Regions from separate parts of the Oryctolagus cuniculus genome. Here regions 2 and 3 are each linked to region 1. A link is a contact called in public Hi-C data. All regions are on one chromosome and are shown on one strand. The core of a region is the stretch at or near the end of the contact, and the rest is flanking DNA. Distances in the headings are between cores, read along the strand shown.

What was found. A called contact is a pair of places that touch in the nucleus more often than the background predicts.
Region 2: a contact with region 1 is called in a Hi-C map of psoas muscle, with 6 times the contacts expected there. The contact joins two enhancer-like sites. A contact is called at or near these places in 3 of 6 Hi-C or Micro-C datasets (embryonic fibroblasts, psoas muscle and skin fibroblasts).
Region 3: a Hi-C map of skin fibroblasts shows a contact between it and region 1, with 3 times the contacts expected there. The contact joins two enhancer-like sites. A contact is called at or near these places in 2 of 6 Hi-C or Micro-C datasets (embryonic fibroblasts and skin fibroblasts).

The regions. Positions count from the first base shown.
Region 1 is chr13:91,761,304-91,766,034 of mOryCun1.1, forward strand. No RefSeq gene overlaps it. Among named protein-coding and RNA genes, the nearest start is that of PGER5, 1.1 Mb to the left of the region's middle. Within about 2 kb of position 2,323, at least 6 of the 8 cell types and tissues checked have an H3K27ac peak or open chromatin away from gene starts, as enhancers often do.
Region 2 is chr13:92,690,441-92,695,171 of mOryCun1.1, forward strand. No RefSeq gene overlaps it. Among named protein-coding and RNA genes, the nearest start is that of KLF6, 140 kb to the right of the region's middle. Within about 2 kb of position 2,666, at least 4 of the 8 cell types and tissues checked have an H3K27ac peak or open chromatin away from gene starts, as enhancers often do.
Region 3 is chr13:92,585,246-92,589,976 of mOryCun1.1, forward strand. No RefSeq gene overlaps it. Among named protein-coding and RNA genes, the nearest start is that of KLF6, 250 kb to the right of the region's middle. Within about 2 kb of position 2,501, at least 1 of the 8 cell types and tissues checked has an H3K27ac peak or open chromatin away from gene starts, as enhancers often do.

The sequences.
Region 1 (4,731 bases), core at 1,073-3,572:
AAGATTTAGATATCATATATCTGATAAGGACTTTTATTCGGGATATAAAAAGAACACTTGCAACTTCACAATAAAAAAGATAATAAAAGTGGAAAAAAATTAATGGATAAAACTCTAAGATATACAAATGGTCAATAAACATATGAGAGGATGTTGATCTTATTAATCATTAGGAAAATTCGTCCAAATCTCAAGGAGATACCACTTCACACCTATTAAGATGATTATAATCAGAAATACTTACAAGTATTTGAGCAAGTATTACAAGCAAGTGTTTGAGAGGATAAGAAATTGGAACTCTCATCCATTGCTATTGGCAATGTAAAATAGTGTACATATTTTGGAAAACAATCTGGCAGTTAGACAACCACTTAAACATAGAGATCACATATGACCCAGCAACTCTACTCCAGGAGAGCTGAAATCGCATGTCCAAACAAGGCCCAGCCCACAGAAGTTCATAATAGTAGGTTTTCACTTCCTGGTAGTAGTCTAAATGTGGAAATGACTCTTAACGAATGGAAAAGCAAAGTGTTTTATAGCCATATCATGGCGTATTACTCAGTCATAAAAATGACACATCTAGTACAATCTAAAACATGAGTGAGAGGGTGGGCATAGTGGTACAGTGGGTTAAGCTGCTGCTTTTAACACTGGCATCCCAGTGGGCAACAGTTCGAGTCCCAGCTGCTGCACCTCTGATCCAGCTCCTTGCTAATGAACCTGAGAAGGCAGTTGAAAATGACCCAAATGCTTGGGACCCAAGTGGGAGACCCAGATGATGTTCCAGGCTCCTGGCTTTGGCCTGGCTGGGTCCCCACCATTGCAACCATTTGGAACATGAACTAGCAGATGAAATCCAACCCCACCCCGTCTGTACCAAATAAATCAATAAATCTTTAAAAACTAAGATAAAATATTAATGAATCTTTAAAATATTGATAAGAAAAATAATCTAGATACATGAAAATGAAATATAGAGAAACGATAAACCCATAGAGACAGAACCTAAATTAGCATTTGTTAGGGGTTAAGGGAAGGGGATAAATGGAAGTTGATATTAGATAGTATGGGATTTGTTTTTGTGGTGTGAATATATTTCGGAATTACATGGTTGTGATGAACTCACAACTTTATGGTTATGCTGAAAGTCACTGAAGTGTACACTTTAAAAAGGTGAATTTCATGGTATATTTTCCTCTAGATAAAAAATGAATACAAATGAACATCGTGAGACAAAACATGTACAGATGAGATAGAGAGACGGACGCTACTACCACTGATGACTATAAACTAACACATCTAGATACAACAGCAATACAATAACTTACTCCCATTTTTAAAGGAATTTCAACTTTGCAACAAAATTCACAACTACATATAAAATCATTTATTTAAATGATGTTGATTTAATGAAGCTAGGAAGTCTTTATTTTCAATTTACCTATGCAGTAGGTGTGAAATCTTACCTAAAGACTTTAATCTTAACAGACATAACAGGACTTGATATATTTGGGCTACTCTTTAAATACTTTTACCTCATATCATTGTTTCAACAAATTTTCAGCCATGATCAGTAGTTTCATTCTAATTTTGTTCTGATTTTGTTCTTCTTTTCAGTATGAGATCAGAACAGAGAACTTAATGGTTTTATTCAAGATTGTACCATAAATCAGTGATGGAGCAGTACCAGCCTCCAGACCCCCATTCTTAAACTATTTCTAAAACACACAGGAGGGAAAACTCACACAAAGAAAAATATCTGTTAAAGACTTGACAAGGACCTGTTCCCACTAGTTTCAAAAAATCAAGTCAATATATAGTTTCATCATAGTGAATTAAATATTCTTTCACTTTTTAGTAACTATTAGTTCTGTGATTGTAAAACAGAATATTCATATCATTCTGTTATTCTTTGGAAAGACATTTTGGCTCTGAATAGTTCACCAAATAAACTAGGTTATACATGCAGGATGCTAATCTGTTTTTAGAAAATAGCAAGACAGATGGAGAAGTCATTATGAATAAAAATAGATCTGTTCCTCAAACGGATTCCTTAGCAGAGGTGTTTAAAAATCGTCAAAGAAACTGAAGGCATCAGGTGAAATCTAGCCTGTTGCTCTGACACACTGTCTGGAAGTGACTAATAGGATATTGACAGGGGATTGGTTTAAGCCTGGAGCCATATCTAAGCTGGACCTCCAGTACTTTCCATTATCAGAAGCTTTTTTTGTGCCACCTAGATTTCCTTGGCTGTGCCACTGGAAGTTCTGACTGGAACTGAATGAACGCAGTGTTTGTTGGAATACTGCTGATCCGCTGACTGTAATTGGATTAACTGACATCACCCAGTGTGCTGAGCCCTGTGAAATGCCTCAGCAACCAAACTCCACCCTTGAGTCAGAGTTTGGTAATCCCTGGAGGCTCACAGACATCCACGTGTTCGGCATGACTCATGCAGCTGCTATCTGGAGACAGTTGCTGGATAAAATGCCCTAATAAGTGTATACTCATTATACTTCCTTTATCCTACCCCTCTTGGGTTATTTTGATTCTGACTAACAAAAAAGAAATAGAAAAGCACAAATGTCTTTGGAGAGAATTATAAGTCCCAATCGCCTGATGGCTTTTGTTTATAGGGAGAAAAATAGCCCAGAAACAAAGGCAGAAGTCAGAAATATAAAGGAGGAAGATTAAATGCCAGGATATTAGCACATATTTATTTGTGCTGATCTTAAATAAAAAGAAGTTTTAAATAATGGCATGTGATTTTATTGGGACTTTTGTCTCTTGTGAAAGACTGTTTGCTTTAAATTAACCTCTCGAAGGCTTCAAGTAGAGTACCAGGGTTCATGTTTCAGCTCAGTTCTTGTTCTTGATTCCAGTTTCTTGCTAGTGCATGACCTCAGAGGGAGGAGGTGATGGCTCAAGGGGTTGGGTCCCTGGGACCTATGCAGTAGAACTGGATTGAGTTCTCAGCTCTCAGTTTTGCCCTAGATAGTGGTCATTGTGGACATGTGGGGAACAATCCAGTGGATGAGGGCTCCCTCCCTCTTTCTTTCTTTCTCTCTCTCTCTGTCTCTTCTAATAAATAAAGTTTGGGGAAAAAAGGATGAATAAAACAGGAAATTGGGCTCCATTGCTCCACAGTAAGCTGAACATCAACAAGGTTTATAAATATTATTGGACCTGACATATCATCTTCTTCAAACTAAATTTAGTCTCACTGTCATAGAAACGTTAAATAACTCTATCTGTTGGAGTTCAAAGGTGCCAAACCACCTTTATCCATGGATAAAGCAGAAACAGATATGACATGAGAAAGAAGGGATTGTTGGCACAGGAAATGAGGAGAGGGCTCTGCAATCTGCAACCAACTTTGGGGAAGGGAAGTCTAGAGGGTTGGTCCTGCTAGTTTTATGAACCACTCAGTGATCAGAGTGAAAAGGAAGCCTGTGGTAGGCTGTGCCCTGGCTCTTGGGGCAGTCAAGGTGGTGTTTGTTGAGAAGTTCCCAGAAGATGCCAATACGGTGACTTGTGTGCACCCTGGGAGCCATTTTTGGGGAGCTGAGATAGTATGAAACCTTTTGACCCACAATTGCAGTCCTTTCTCTTAGCTACCAAAGCTTAACCTTTTCAGAGAAATTAAAGGAAAGAAATGGAGGGTTGGGCATGTGGCCTCGTGGTTGATGTTAAGACACCCAAATTCTACATGAGAAAATGTGCGTTCAGTTTCTAACTCTGGCTCTAGACTACAGCTTCCTGCCAAGGCAGACCTCAAAGAAAGCAGGTGGTGGCTCAAGTAATCAGGTCCCAGTCACTAATGTAGGGGACCTGAATTTCTGGTCTCTGAAAACTTATCCCTTTCAATTAGAAGACTGACTGTAAGTTAATCCATAGAAAAACATGTGTTAAATAAAAATCCATCCATTTTTTTTTTACATCAAATTTTCATGTTAAGTCCACACTTCAGAAGAACAATTGAAGGTAGTATTTGTGACATTTTTCAAGTTAATATGCACACAGTATTGGCAGTTCTATTAGAACATTGGAGACAATATAATTGTCAAAGGGATAAGACAAAGTTGAGATCCACACATCTTTCTTAACTCTTCCAATTTAGTAGCAGTGAGAAATTCTCAGCACCAGGTGTTACTATGGAGCTTTGCTAATTTCATAGAATTTCATGTAATTTATCTCATTTGATCCTCACCTCATCTCATGCAGTAGGTAGATCATCAATCTGTGACAAATGTATCTTATTAAGTCTATCCTAGGAAGACCTCAGCAACTCCATATCATAGCTTCACAACACTCTGAGAATGGCAAACAGATCCACTACCAGGCAAGAGTTACATGAAAAGAACAAATGCTCCTGTTTGAAAATGACAAGTTCCTGCTTGTAAGTTTCATAAGCTTTTCTGAATCTTATATTAGATGGATACATTCTTTTTTAAAGCAATTATACCAGGTTTTCAAAAACAGACTTCAAAAAATGGTATACAAAACCTAGACTGTTTCAATAATTCAGTATCTGCTGGATGACATCTCAGAAAATGATAAAACAGTTGTCCACATGTTAAAGCTTGGTTGAGGTATGCCTCACAGACCAGAGCCAAGCATGAAGAAATAAGGTAAAAGTAAGTTTGTTTTCAAACCAAGATTTTCTTTTCTTGTTTTCTTTTCCATTCTATTTAGTTTCCAGACAATGACTGTTGATGCAGCTATTTA
Region 2 (4,731 bases), core at 1,416-3,915, 930 kb after region 1:
TACCTCATTGTGGTTTTGACTTGCATTCCCTTGATGATTATTGATATTGAACATGTTTTCATATATTTGTTGCCATTTGTATTTCTTCTTTTGAGAGCTTCTGTTGAAGTCCTTTACCCATTCCTCAACTGGACTAGTTGGTGTTTTGTTGTTGCTGAGTTTAAGTTGGTGATATATTGGAGATATTAATCTTTTACATTGGTGATTTGTAAATATTTTTCCCATTCTACTGGATGTTTCTTCACTCTATTGATAATTTCCTTTTCTGTGAAAAGCTTCTGAGTTGTACATAGTGTCATTTGTTTAGTTTTGCTTTTGTTGCCTGTGTTCTAGGGATCTTATCTAAGAATCACTCCCCACACCAATGTCTTAGAGTGTTTCACCTGGGTTTTCTTCCAGCAACTTCAGTCTCAGGTCTTATATTTAGATCTTTGATCCATCTTGAGTTTATTTTTGTGTATAGTAAGAGGTATGGATCGAATTTAATTCTTCTACATGTATACCTTCAGTTTTGCCAGAATCATTTGTTGAAGATTATGTATGCTCTGGACACTTCTGTCAAAAAATCAGTTGGCTATATTTCCACAGATTAATTAATTAATTTCTGGGCTTTCTATCCTGTTCCATTGCTTTATGTGTCAGTTTTTATGCCAGTACCAAGCTGTTTTAATTACTATAGCTTTGAAGTATGCTTTGAAATCAGGTATTGTGATGTATCTGGTTTGGTTATTCTTGCTCAGGGGGTGAGCAACTGATGATGGAGTACTTTGGGAGATGTTTCTTGGAGCAAGTACAATCTGAAATGAGATATGAGCAGAGAGAAGGAGCCAGCCACATATGAGATAAGAAAGGATTTTCCCAGCAGAGGGAAACAGTAGAAGTTCTGAGTTGAGAAGTAACTTGAAACATTGAAGGAACAAAAAGAGTATTGGTATCTCTTGGGTCTGATAGCTTGACTGAGAAGTAGAGGGAGGAGATAATATTTAGGCAGAGGCAATGGCATCTACTGGTTCTTGATGCGCACAGTGAGAAATCTGAATTTTATTCCAAGGAAATGAGTTTTATTATGTAATAAAAGAGAGATATGATCTCCTTTAGATTTTACAAATAACACACAGGACACAGAGAATATTGATGTGGCTGGATATGTTTAAATTGATTTTTAAAAGAATATGTAGGTCTCCTATGTACTTATAACAGTGCATATGAACACATCACCAAAATTTAATAACTCAAAAAAAAAAAAAACCCTCAAAATTCCAAGGCTCCCTCCCCATCCCCAGTTGGGGAATAAGTTCTGGAAGAGCCACTGTGTGACAATAAGGCAGCCACTTCGAATTGGGTATGGCACTACTGAGCAGCAATGGCAAGGGAAATACATAAAATGCTAAATGCATCTGATGGGATTTCAGTAATCAAATATCATCGTTTGTACAGCCCTGCATTACAGAAGGGATACTTGATAGCTAGCCCGTTGCCCCTCCTGTTCCTGCAAGAGTTTTGTTCTTAGAGTAAATTTACATCCAGCCCCCTGGGGCCAGGTCCAGGCTTGTGTTTCACTTTTCATTATAAGCCATGTTTACCAAAGGTTTACAACTTGGCTGTAAGAAACCATTGGCACTGAAATTGGAAACTTGGCATGGACAGTTTGGCATAAACATTGCCCGGAAGCAGTTTTTCTATCTAAATCTGAGAAAAACAGGCTAGGTCATTTTCAAGTTATTTGTGTTATTCATGCATAAATAAAATGAAGTCTGACAGCTTCAAGCAGTTGTTTGCTTTTGCACTCCTCAAAAATAGAACTGATCCAAGAAAAGTAACATTTGGTAAACAAATACTCCGTGACAAACTGAAAAAAAATGAAGAAAAAAAGGAAGAGTGGAGTATCTTATTAAATAGAAAGGGAAAATGGAAGTATGTAACCAGTCACTTCATTTCAGAAAATAGGAATCAGGAAAGGTATTATTAGATGATTATACAAATTCCAGAGGAAAATTTAGAGAATCCCATGCATTCTGAATTAAAAGTGTGTAAACATGTGAAAGATACACTTCCAAATGAAATATTCTCTTAAAAACTCTGAGGTACACTTAACCAAACACACCAAGTAAGTAAATATACTATGTTAGGGCAAAAAAATAAACAAATTATTGTTAAAGATATGTTCTATGAGGAATGGGCTGGGGGAGAGAGAGAGAGAGAGAGAGGAGAGAAGAGAGAGGAGGGGAGAGGAGGGGAAAGGAGGGGAGAGGAGAGGAGAGGGGAGGGGAGGGGAGGAGAGGGGAGGGGAGGAGAGGGGAGGGGAGGGGAGGGGAGGACAGGAGAGGAGAGGGGAGGGGAGGAGAGGGGAGGGGAGGGGAGGGGAGGGGAGGAGAGGAGAGGAGAGGAGAGGAGAGGGGAGGGGAGGAGAGGGGAGGGGAGGGGAGGGGAGGGGAGGAGAGGAGAGGAGAGGAGAGGGGAGGGGAGGGGAGGGGAGGGGAGGAGAGGAGAGAGAAGAAAATCTGTGTCCTGAATTGAGTTTGGAAATTCAATTTGTGGGCTTTGAATTCCAACAGCCAGTAGCAGCTCTCTAAAGAGGGAAAGTGATGGTGTTGACTGCTCCCCCAAAGAACGCCTTTCTGGCAAATTTAAAAGTCAGTCTTGACGTCAAGTGACTCTTGACAACCCTCCTCATTGAGTCCTGTGAAGCGTGGGCAGAATGGACTTTCACTCTCGCAGCCCTATCGGGATGACTCAAGAGACGGGTTAGGGAGAAATAAAACCAAGCCAATGCAAACAGAAAGTAAAAATAAGTCAGAGAGGAAAGAATGTAGGATGTAGCACAATGCGGCAAGTCCGATAGGCTTGTATTCTAAAAACAAGCGCTGTTTATGGAAGGAATCATTTTCCTAGGCTTGTTGTTCAGTTGATGCTTTCAAATAGACTTCTAGCTGCTGTTTTTTTCTCCAATAAGATGCAGCTAGATTCATATGGTTGTTCTTGGCAAAAGTACTCTAGTCCTCTATTTATAAAGTATGTTTCGCCAGGCTGGATGCAGATTAATAGAATTCTATCGTTTGACAAGTGGAAGAATTTTCCACCTGAGGATTCTATCGGAATGACACCCTTTGGTCGTTATTGGTCCCAAAGGATCAGCTTGGTTCAATCCCAGGTAGCAATTCACGTTAAAAAGATTCCCCTGACACAGTTCAAAGCGAGTGGCTCTCTGGAACAATCCATGTCACTTTCTTCAGGAACGGAGAGCCCTGGCATTTGCAGCTGCAGAGAGAGTCTGACATCATTTGTTTACCCTAATATCAAGATTGTTCCCATAGCGATGTCATGGCATTTAGAATTCCAGTTTATTGCGTGATTTATAGATAAGTTTTTACATCAGAGAGAGATCATCCTCCACATTGAGAAATATTAATAAACATACAGAGTAATTTAATTGAGATGATTCTTTGCATAAGCAGAAGTAAAAGATCTAGGGAGCATTATTTGTAACTCATAAGCCAAATATAGCCTAGAATTGATTCTGTTATATTCATAAGTATTTATATCAAGTAGTGTAGACAGAGAGAACGGTCTTCTGTTTGTTGTTTTTAATAGACTGGGGGAAAATGTTTGCAGGGTAAAATAAAATTTATGCCATTGAGTATACACACATGAGTTATTTTGAAATACTATATGCTTGTCCCCTATCTATTTGGCATGTTCCCAATGAAAAAGGACTATTTGGAGACCATGATTAGAAAAAGTGGAAAACTTCAGAAGCAACTACTTACAGACTTCGGGTTTTTTGGGGGCTAATAGAGCAGTCCAATGGGGAGGGCGGCCCTGAGGCGGAAGCACAGCTTATAAAATTATTCCAACTTCTAGTACACAACCTTATTATACAACTGGGGAAGAGTACTATACTTGTGTTTGTCATTTCGACTCAGAGAAAAACAGAAAGGGCTGAAGCATGACATCTGTGAAAACAGCATGTACAACTTCAGCTCGTTCTACTTCCCACTGAAGGTGTGGCGCCGACGGTCCTTTGCCACCTTGTCGTTGTGCAACTGTGCATCCTTTGTGCTGAAATCCAGAGTATGGGAACCACAGATTTGACAGAAAATTGGGCTGGCCTGGTGATCCATGTTCCAAAGGGACTCGGTGGATCATTTCTTATTTCTTTAGTGCTACATAGTACCTCTTGGGAAATGAAAGAGAAAGCTAACCGCTGTGTTAATTCTTGGAACTGTGAAGAGAACGCGGAGGAGAAGTGGGACAGTGGAAGTTGCTTAGGTTTCAGAATTAGAAAACTCTGGGTTCATTTTCAGCCTTTGTACTTACAAGATTTGTGATCTGGGGCAACTGACTTAACCCATCAGACCCCGCAAGAAGCTCCACCAAAAAATAAGGCCACCCTGTCTACCTCTGCACATGTCATGCAATGCCTGGAGCCTAGAAGAAATTAGCCATGATTCTCTTTTCTCTTTCAGCACATGTATAATTATACTCCTTCAGCAAAATCAGCAGCCTCTACCTCTAAATTTATCCTGACTCTGCCCTGCACTGTTCACGTCTTCTTCCCAGTCACAGTCATAGTTTTCCTGATCTATGTTCACCCACTCCTAAGTATTCTCCCTGCTTCCTGTCTTCCCTACCATCCACTCTGCACATCATCCGCGTGATCCTACAGAAGCAACCTATCACTTTACTCTCTGCTTACGGCCTTGCAATGGCTTTATAACATTCTTTAAATAG
Region 3 (4,731 bases), core at 1,251-3,750, 820 kb after region 1:
TAACAATAACACTGGAATACTACTGCTTAGATTTTTTTTGGCTAAAACTATATATATTATATGTATCATATATATTAAAGAATGAACAAAAATAAAATTGCTTTTCTAAAAAAAATCAATTCTATTTAGTAACCACTGTCATGTTTACATGGGGGCATATTATTTTATAGCCCACAATGTCAACATAATTAAAGATTTCCCATTGTAATTTTCTATTCTGGGGCATGGAGAGATATCTACAATATGTATTATTCAATGCAATGAATGCTATAGTATCCAACTCTATAGCTATTGAGCTCCCTGCATTGTAAGCACCATGTTAGACACTGAACTCTTTATAAAGTGTGTTGTGTGAAAGCAAATAATAGCTAGCTCATGCTGATTGGATACTTTATGTTTAGAAAGTGCTGTTTTATGTGTTATATCATTCCATGGCCATCATAACCTTGTGAAACGCACAGAGCAGCTTGTCCCAGGTCTCCTAATAAGCAAACTGAAGCAATCAGTCTCACAGCTATAAAATGTGACAGAGTGGACAAAGAGAATCCATATTTTCTTAAGATACAAGAAGGGAAATGATAATAAATTAAAAGATTTCACATGCAGTGAACATCAGGAATGAATTAGTTAATGTTTTGCCCTAGCAATGATCAGTGATGAACAGATAGACTGCTGTTAAAATAACCACTTCTTTATATGAAGTACCCTTCGGTGAAAACAACAATTTCCCTGATATTATCAGTTATCAGACCTTTAGAAAATGAAACAGGAATCCCATCAGTAAGTTGCACATGCTACACTTTTAGGACAGAAAGGATATGTAACCTTAGTGTTTTTGCATTGAAGATATTTGCGATTGTGCCAGGAGCTCAGAGCTGTAATTCATTTCCATAAAGCCCCACATGTTTTTCTTGCAAATAGATGGGCCAAACCAGCATGCTCATTGTTTGTACAATACTTGTAATTGTTTACACAATACTTGTAATTTCTTCCAGTTATGAACAATCATGTGCTGCCAACAGAGAGGGGAGTTCAAGGGATGGAGAAGCTGAACCAACTGGCTTCCAGAAATCTGAGACACTCATGCTACAACACAAAATCCAGAACTTCCCCAAAAAGGCTTTTGTGCATGTACCTGCTCAACTATTTTCTGGTGTCGGGTTCTGGACATTGAGAGGAGAAGAGTATAGGAAAGTAAACTCCAACTCTTCTCTGCCTGCTCCTTCTACCTCTTGTCTAACTATAATTCCCACGAGCTGCATGGATGCAGAAATGATGTCAACAAAATATGAACTTAAACTTCGGTCCAGAAGAGGGGATGATGATCCCAGACCACTCACCACCACTCTTACTTTGCCTCTGCTTCATCCAAGTTCCCTATGGCGAGGCTTAAGAAAGAAAGCTCAAGAGGGCTGGTAAGTAGGAAGAAAACCTACACCCATTCACTAACAGATCCCTCTGATCCCTGGGGACCAACACTAGCTCCTAGGCTGCCTTTGCCAGAGACTTGAGACTGCCTTCAACCACCATGCTTATCAGCCTCCAACAGTGAAATATTCAAACTGTGGAAACACAAGGAGCAATCCCAACAGAGATATTTCCAGAACCAGGCAATGATTTCAAGCAAATAAATAAACTCCCAAGGGATGCAGGATGTTTTCTCAGCTTGGGTCCGGGCATTGTGGTGCACTAGGTTAAGCCACCACCTGAGACACTGCCAAATCCATATGAGCACTGGTTTTGGTGCCGGCTGTTCTACTTCCTATCTAGCTCCCTGATAATGTGGCTGGAAAAGCAACAGAAAATGGCCCAAGTACTTGGGTCCCTTCCGACCATGTGGGAGACCAGGATGGAGCTCTAGAGTCCTGGCATTGGTCTGACTCTCCCCCAGGTATTGTAGACGTTTTGGGAGTGAATCAGTAGATAGAAGATCTCTCTCTCTCTCTCTCTCTCTCTGTCTCTGTCTCTGTCTCTGTCTCTCCTCTGTCTGTAACTCTGCCTTTCAAATAAATAAATACATTTTCCCCCAGAAATCTCTTATTTAAGGAATACAAATTTCATGCATTTTATAAATACAACTTTAGGAATATAGTGATTCTTCCCACTGTACCCTCCCTCCCACCCACACTCCCACCCCTTCCTCCTCCCTCTCTATCCCCATTCTTATTTTTTACTAAGATATATTTTCAGTTAACTTTATACACCTACGAATAACTCAATACTAAGTAAAAAGTTCAACAAATTGTATGAAAAAAGAGACCGTTCCTCAACAGTCCAGACAAGGGCTGTTCAAAGTCATTGCATCTCGAAGTGTTAATTTCACGTCTAAAGATTAGTTTTAGGTGCTCTGTTAGTTTCACTTGCTCTCTAGGATACATAAGTACATAATGAGCTGACTTGGTGATAGCCTCCTGAGCAGCTAGCTGCCGTTCCCAACATGCCTACGAAGCTGTTGTTCTTGACAACTTCGCATGGATGAGCCCATCATTTCCCAAAGGGAGTATCAGTCACTGCTGGTGTTTACACTCACTCCCTGTAGCCTTAAATGTGCTGCCACACCCACTGCCTCCTAGCCTGCCTGGCAGCTCTGATTTGCATTTCAGCCTCACAAGGACTCTTGGTACATCCCTGAACAAGTTGACAAGTTGACTTGGTGTTAATAATCTGGATGAACCTGTTAAAGCCATTATCACCTGACCTCTTTTCCATCATTGGCCTGAAGTTTCCACTTTTCCTATACACCCATATGCCTTTCTGACAAGACTTTCAGGTTGGCTGCCAGCTTAATGAATTGAGTTCTAATAACCATGAGAAGTTCAACATTCAAAAAAATCATCTATTTTCAATTTATCAAAGTATAAGCTGTATCAAATCATGTCTGCCTATTGCCTCATTGATACCAATATTCAGTAAAATCAATTAGACGTGAAAGAAAAAGCTGAATCTAAGATAAACGTGCAAATGGACTCACTGGGAAGTTCTCAATCCAGATGTACCTGCAACAGATGTTTCTTCATTGGCCATTCCTCCCAGGCTGCCTAATGGCAGCATCACAGCAACACTGTGAAATGGCTCTCCAGAGATGACAAATTCCACAACACTGTTTTACTCCTGACACATTTCACTTCTCAATAAAATATTCAAATATACCTTTTCTACATAAAAGGCGCAGAGAAGGACTGACGTTACTTATCTCCAAAAATACCCGCATTCATAGTAGAGACCCAGGATTCAAGAACCTGTTCCTGTTCCTACCCAGCTTTCTGTGAATGCTCTGGGAGGCAGGTGGTGGCACAAGGAATTGGGTCCCTACCACCCACATGAGAGGGAGACCTGGATTGAGGTCCAGGCTCCTGGCTTTGAGCTGGCCCTGCCCCAGCTTTTGGAGGTACCTGGGAAGTGAACCAGCAGATGGAACATCTCTCTGTCTCCCTGCCTTTCAAATAAAAGAGAATTTAAAAATACATATTTTTAAAAGGTATAGAAAAATCTTACCTAAAATGCCTAAGCTTATCATTCAAATTTTGTATTCCTATAGAAGAATGAGAAGAATGTATCCTTTGGTAATGAACTTACGGAAGCAATGGCCAACCATAAAAGGAGGGAGTTTTTCCCTACATTTTTATTGTGGAAGGGGCAGGATGAGAATAGTAGGTTCAGACAAACTTTCCTGGGCAAGCCAGACAGAGTATATTCAGAAAGACATAAGACATCATTTTAAAAATAGAAACTAGAATTTCTCTCTTCATTTAGACATTGTTTTAATTACTCTGTGCTCACAGCCTGTTAAAATACATCCAAGTGACTGACATATTTGCAGAAATTATATTTCTCAGCCTTGTGGGAGGTCTGACTGAGAAAACAATGTGTGACTGTATTTGAAAGAAAACCTTAAATAAAGTCTCAGATCCAACAGTGTAAGAAGCCAATAACCCCAGGGATGCAGGATGTCCCTCCTAGGAAGTGCAATTTCCTGTCTGTGCCCTCAGTTTTCACCTGAAAGACACAGGACAGCTCAGGGATCAGAAACTGGAGACCTTCAGCATTGTGTGAGCCACCTACCTAGTGACCTAATTATTACATTTCTGTCCCCAAATCCATGTCATCATTTCACTTCTGATTCCCACATTCAGTGCTGTTTTTCTTCGTCAGGTTTATCTCGATGATTTCATGAAATTTCATGGGATTTCATGAAAATTAAATGTAACTGTTATTCCACCCTGTTCCTCCCCTCATGTGTGTTTTCAGTAAGTAGAAGGAAGGAGAAAACTCAACCGACTGACACACTGCTACTTCCTAGCTTTGTCCGAGCTTTGCAACCTTTGGTTTTGGATAGTGACTCTGGGCCACAAGGAAGAGGCCATCGTAGTTGATTGCATCTATCTGTTCCAGAAAGTGGACTTGGGCTCAGAGGATCAGAAAATGCGAACACTGGTTCATATCCTGGCTGCTCCATTTCCGACCCAGCTCCCTGCTAATGGCCTGAGAAAGTTTAGCAGAAAATGGCCCAAGTATTTAGGCCTCTGCCACCCACATGGGAGACTCAGATGAAGCTCCTGACTTTGGCCTGGCCCAGCTCTGATGGTTGTGGCCGTCTGAGGAGTGAACCAGCATATGGAATATCTCACTCTCTGCTCTTCCTCTATGCATAACTGTGACTTTCAAATACATAAATAAAAAAAGAAAGAAAATGCAATCTTTGTGTATGGACATGTGAAATGGACTGTACTA